Linked DNA regions of Triticum aestivum: region 1 is linked to region 2. Evidence: chromatin contacts called from public Hi-C data. All regions are on one chromosome and are shown on one strand. The core of a region is the stretch at or near the end of the contact, and the rest is flanking DNA. Distances in the headings are between cores, read along the strand shown. Region 1 has its middle 35 kb from the start of LOC123189602. Region 2 holds the start of LOC123189599 (pentatricopeptide repeat-containing protein At1g06710, mitochondrial).

Region 1 (2,700 bases), core at 36-2,535, 42 kb after region 2:
CGAAACCAGGAAAGCTCCATGCATCTGTTCTGGCAATGCCACGTTGCGGCTCAAACCTGGGAGGCAATCTCAACCTGGCAGCTTTGTCATGCCATGCGCCAAGAAACTTGGATCGGCAGGAGCAGCTCCCTGGACAAAGTGCAAGCTATGGTCGAGGCCACGCCACCAAATTTCAGAAAAGGAATCAAGGCCCTCGCAATGCTTGCCCTTTGGGAGATCTGGCGGGAAAGAAACAATTGCATTTTTAGAGCAAAGACGGCAGACGTGAATGATGTTCTCCTTGCGATCAGAAGAGGTCTAAACCTATGGCAGCATGGCGGCGCGAAGTCCATCCAGAGCCCCTTCGGGGACTAACCTGGAGAATAGGCTAGCGGTCTTGGTGCCGCAGGCACCATTTTTACCTTCTTCTTCTTATTTCCTTGATCTACGGATCGCCGCCTTGCCACTTTGCCATCTACTCCTTGCTCATTATCAATAAAACACCAGCTTCGCTGGTCCTTCGAAAAAAACTAACGATCGGCCGCCCCAACACACGAAAGTGGAGACGACAGACAAACGGCAAGATGAAAAACATGTTTCTTCAGGCAAGGAATGAAGAGACCAGATACACACATGCACGTAAAATAAGATGAGAAAAGAAATGGTTTGCTCAGCCTCCACTGCTTGCTTTGCTCCCCGACCATACACTGCACCGCACATTTTTTTTTTTGAGGAATGCACTGCACAATAGCTGGTGGTGGCGTCGTTCGCGCATGCTTCGGCCCGAACGTGCGTAGCGCAGCGTAGCAGTAGAGGGCTCCTACGAATTAGGCTGTGTTTGGTTTCAAATAAGTCATTAACTTATAAGTCGAAAAGTAAAATAGTGACTTATTTTGTCAAACAGACCCAACTTATAAATCATCCCAACTTATAAGTCATAAGTTGCTTCACCCCAACTTAAAAAGTCACCTCCTTTTACGTGGGTCCCACCACCTTTACATAAAAAACAAAATGAGAAAATGTGGTTAGATAATTTATAAGTCAGGTGACAACCAAACATGCGTGACTTATAAGTCACTGGTTTTAAGTCACCTGATTTATAAATCATGTGACTTATTGAAACCAAACAAGCCCTTAACAGTTCGTAGCAGTACGGGACTGAACCGTTCCCATTCATTCCGACGCTACCGGTGATGCACGCCGTGACGTCAGCTGGGTGTATATATATTCCCATTTCATGGTACAGTACGCATACGCGTACTGCGAGGCGAATGACGATGAGCCGCTGACCTTCGGTCAGACAGGGATTGAGTATCGAGATCGATGATTAAACTAGGAGTAGATACGTACAGCTACAGGTTGATTTTGGTCTGCCATTTTCCTTCTAGAAGCTGTGGCGCTGGTTCGTATGACACGGTTTGACCTGCAGTATTATACTCACTTATACAGGATATTCCAGTACAAGTCAGGGATGAAAACTATTGGGTGGTACAATTAGTCCGTACGTGTCGCGATCTCGGAGTTTGAGTTCCGCGATTAGTCCGCAACATGGCCTTGGTCGCCAAGGAACGGGGAGAGCATGCACGCATGCAGCTTGCCTTGCAAGCAGAGGCTGCGGAGAGGAAAGTTGGTGCTGACATTACATAAAGTACTTTCCCGCCAAGGTTCTAGTGCTTTGTTATTCTAAGTCTTTCTGTTGCTCAACGGTTTAAGCGTGTCAACCGAAAGATGATTATATGTGAAGTGTAGTGGACCGGTCTAAACATGTCATTCGCATGCCAAAAGACGAAAGTATACATGAGAATTAGTGGGGAAGTTGCGCAGCTTTGTTACTCCCTGACTTCATCTTTATTATGTTGGGACAAGTTCAAAAAAGAATATTTATTATGTTGGGACCGTTTAACAGGTGCCTGGTGCTTTTTCTTTTGAAATGAGAGGGGTTACCCGGCCCTGCCTCAACTTTTATCTATACTAATATAAAGAGACCCAAAAAGGACTGGGCAGTAGCCCAGTGGCAAGGACGCAGTGGCGGTACCTTGCAGACCGGGGTTCGACTCCTGTCAGGAGCGAATTTCCGCGACCTCACCCGGGTGGGATTCTTCTATCAAAAAATGTCCTAGGTGCGCTAGTGCCCATGGATCTCATTTTCTTTATAAAAAGACCCAAATGTGCAGATCCAAACCATCTCGACCGTCAAATCATGTTATCTAGCGGTTTAAATCACTCCAATGTTGAGCACCAAACACGTTTAACGCTCTAATTACCCACCACTACCATTGGTTATAAACACGTTTTGAGTCAACGCTATCCCTTGAAATCTGCAATGTAACTAATATCCTACCATTCCCGTGAAAAAGTAATTGATATCTTACCAAATACCAACATGCAACAGATATATCTTACCTAATATAACGTGCAGCTAATATCCTACCCAATATAAACGTGAGTTGCACGTACATTATTACTAGTTAAAAAGAAAGAGCCAAGGCAAAACACCATACTCATACTAGACTGTTAACAACTCCTGGCTCCGCGAATCAACCTGTGGTTGAGTTGGTTAGGTGGACAGTGGTATTCCCAACCCATCAGGGTTCAAATCCTGGTGCTCGCATTATTCCTGGATTTATTTCAGGATTTCCGGCGATGCGCTTTCAGTGGGAGGAGACGTTCCCGTCGATGACGAGGCGCCTACGGTGACTTCATAAATCTCAAGATGATATG
Region 2 (2,700 bases), core at 23-2,522:
ATACAACATAACCAGGAGGACAACCGCAGTTATTCATCCTATTAAACAGTTTATATGCATATGCATAATCCTCAGCATTGCAGTAAGTATGCACAAGTGAATTGAACAATGAAGGATTTGGATTGCAACCCTCTGTCATCATCATGTTAATGATTCTCTTGCACCAGCCAAGCTGCTTCTTTTTCAGAAATCCTGAGAGCAGCGTCCTATATGTTACCACATTCGGGATATACGAGTTGCACCGCATCCTGTGAAGAAATGACATGGCCTCATTGAAAAGGGAGGCCTCCATCAGTCCACTGATCATCTGGGTGCACAACACAGTGTCGAGCTTAAAATCCTCCCTCTCTATCATGTCAAGTGCATCGCCCCAACGTCCCTCCTTGCACAGAGCCTGCGCAAAGGATCCGACTGTGGACCTGTCCATGCAGAACCCTGATGCCGACATCTCCTTCTGCACTCGGAACCCCATTTCCACCTGCCCCGCGCTCGCAAGCACCTGCACGAGTGCATTGTAGGTCACCGCGGACGGCCTGTACCCAAAGTCCTTCAGCCTCCCAAGCTCCTCAAGCGCCTCGCCCCACATGCCTTGGCGGCAACACTGCCGCACCAGCACATTGAGCAATCTGCCGAGCACGTCACGATCATCCTCCCCAATCTCCCTAAGCAGCCTCTCGGCGGTCCTGGCGCGGTCTTCGAACCCCAAGACCTCGGCGAGCGCGTCGTAGCAGGCACCAGTGTGGCTGTAACCCACCTGGCGCTCGGCCCAGAGGAAGAACCTGACGCAGAGCTCCGGGGAGCGCACCGCCCTGAGCACCGCGACCACGACGGAATCGGTAAGGAACTCGCGGTACCGTCGCAGGAACCGCTCGGCCTTGCCGTCGAAGTCGGCGCCGTAGGCCCGCACCGCCTTGGAGATCAGGACGACCTCCGGGGGCGGGAGGGCGGCGGCGGGGGGCGCGGGGGCAGGGTCCCTGATAAAGGCGAAGTCGTGGAGGGAGACGCGGGGCCCGGGGCGCGGCGTGGGCCGGTCGACGAGGCCTGGCAGGAGGTCGCCGGTGTCGGCGGCGTGGGAGGAGCGGGCGCGGCGCAGGGAGGCGCGTAGGGCTACCGCCGCCGCACGGCGGGTTATCATGGGTCGGCGGGGGCAGGGGTGGGGGTGGGGAGGGGCGGCGGATGGGCCGTGGAAATGGAGGCAGAGGCGGCGGCGGTGGTGGGGTTTGGTGGCGCCCCGGCCATGGAGGTTTTGGGGGTGGCGGAGGTAGGGGATAAACCCTAGTGGCGGAGGGTATTTCGGTAAAAGAAAACGCTCCTGTAACTGTAATGTGTATACAATCTACTGTAGTAGCTCATGGCTCTGACGGTGGGGCCCCGGTCACACAGACGTAGAAAGTCGCAGCCCGCATAGCCTAGTCCGCCACACCACACCTCCCTCATCTCTCCCCTTCCTCTCTCAGTCTCAGTCTCAGCCTCGCTTCTTCCTTTTTCCATCAATTCGTTGCCTCCTGATCTCTTTCGTTTCTTGGCTAAATCCGTCCGCCTCCGTAGGTGAAATCTGGGGAGCGAATTGTCGACTCACCTGCCCTGAAACACTTGATTTCCTGGGTGGTTGTAGTTCGCGCGCCAGCTGCTCGACGCAATTCCACTGCAGAATCTTCTCTGCCATTTGGGGAGCACAGGTGAGTTTGAACTTTATCCCAGAGGCAAATCATGTTTTCCCCTTGTTATTTGGTAGCGCTTACTGTTAGGCATATGGCATTAACGGGCTTTAGTCAAGTGTTAGCAAATTCATTGTTTTGTCAGTCGGAAGTTCTTGTTGCGTGATAGTAGTTCCTTTTGCCAGATCTGTTAATTGGGGATAGTGTGCGCTGCCTTAGCTGTCCGATATTATCAGGCTTTTCAGCCGAAATCGCTGTGGGGTTGCTTTCTGGCTGCAGAATGTATGTAAACATATTTTCTTGAGACAAATATTTCATAGATAGCTACAAATTGAGTCACATCTGGAGTGCAGTGTTACATGGATCCAACAGTGCCATACGCCATTGTCGAAAGATACAGTTTACCCACTTTAACATGCTTGATGCCTGTGAAGTGTGAACCATTGCAAGTGTTCCCCTGCGATTTGTACTCTGGAATTGCTAGCAAGCTAATGCATCATTCTGGTCTAGCATTTTCAGCTGTTGGAAATCTTTGGTATACTTCCTAGTAGGATCTCCAAGGAAATACGGCATTTCTGAATTACCATACTTTGCAAAAGATTAGCTAAAACGGTCTTTACCTGGACTTTTGGTTTCTCTTCTCTAGAAACTGCATCTTCGGTTTCTTCAGATATGTCATAGCCTGTAGGTGACACTGGTATTGTTCTTTTTTTCCCTACCACTACTTGTGTGAAACCTTCTCTCCTGCCCTGCTTGGTCTTTTTTTCTTTTCTCGACTTAATCATACTAGTTTCCTGCTAATTCTTGTCATCGGGGCAACAACATCATATCTAATTGCATGTCTATGTTTTTATTTAGAAAAAATCTTCAGGCGGTGACGGTGTTTCTTTATGGCGTGTGCGCCAAATTATATTGCCATTGGCCTTGCCAACTATGGTTTATATACGGGAACAAGGGTACTCTCACCGAGCTACAAGAACTTCCCACGGAAATCCTCCTACAAGTTTCTCAAGGTCCGTGCCCTGCAGGGAAATGATGGTCG

What was found. Hi-C and Micro-C count contacts between places; a contact is called where the count stands out from the background.
Region 1: a Hi-C map of leaf shows a contact between it and region 2, with 1.6 times the contacts expected there. The contact joins the enhancer-like site here to the promoter of LOC123189599 in region 2.

Annotation. Positions count from the first base shown.
Region 1 is chr2A:589,469,311-589,472,010 of IWGSC CS RefSeq v2.1, forward strand. No RefSeq gene overlaps it. Among protein-coding and RNA genes, the nearest start is that of LOC123189602, 35 kb to the right of the region's middle. Within about 2 kb of position 1,286, at least 1 of the 8 cell types and tissues checked has an H3K27ac peak or open chromatin away from gene starts, as enhancers often do. A contact at or near this core is called in leaf, where this site is marked.
Region 2 is chr2A:589,427,339-589,430,038 of IWGSC CS RefSeq v2.1, forward strand. It overlaps LOC123189599 (pentatricopeptide repeat-containing protein At1g06710, mitochondrial), which reads right to left and starts at 1,273. Exons shown (of 3, transcript XM_044602052.1): 1 at 1-1,273. The coding sequence starts at 1,135. LOC123189600 reads left to right here and starts at 1,412. Exons shown (of 2, transcript XM_044602053.1): 1 at 1,412-1,679; 2 at 2,517-2,700. The coding sequence starts at 2,549.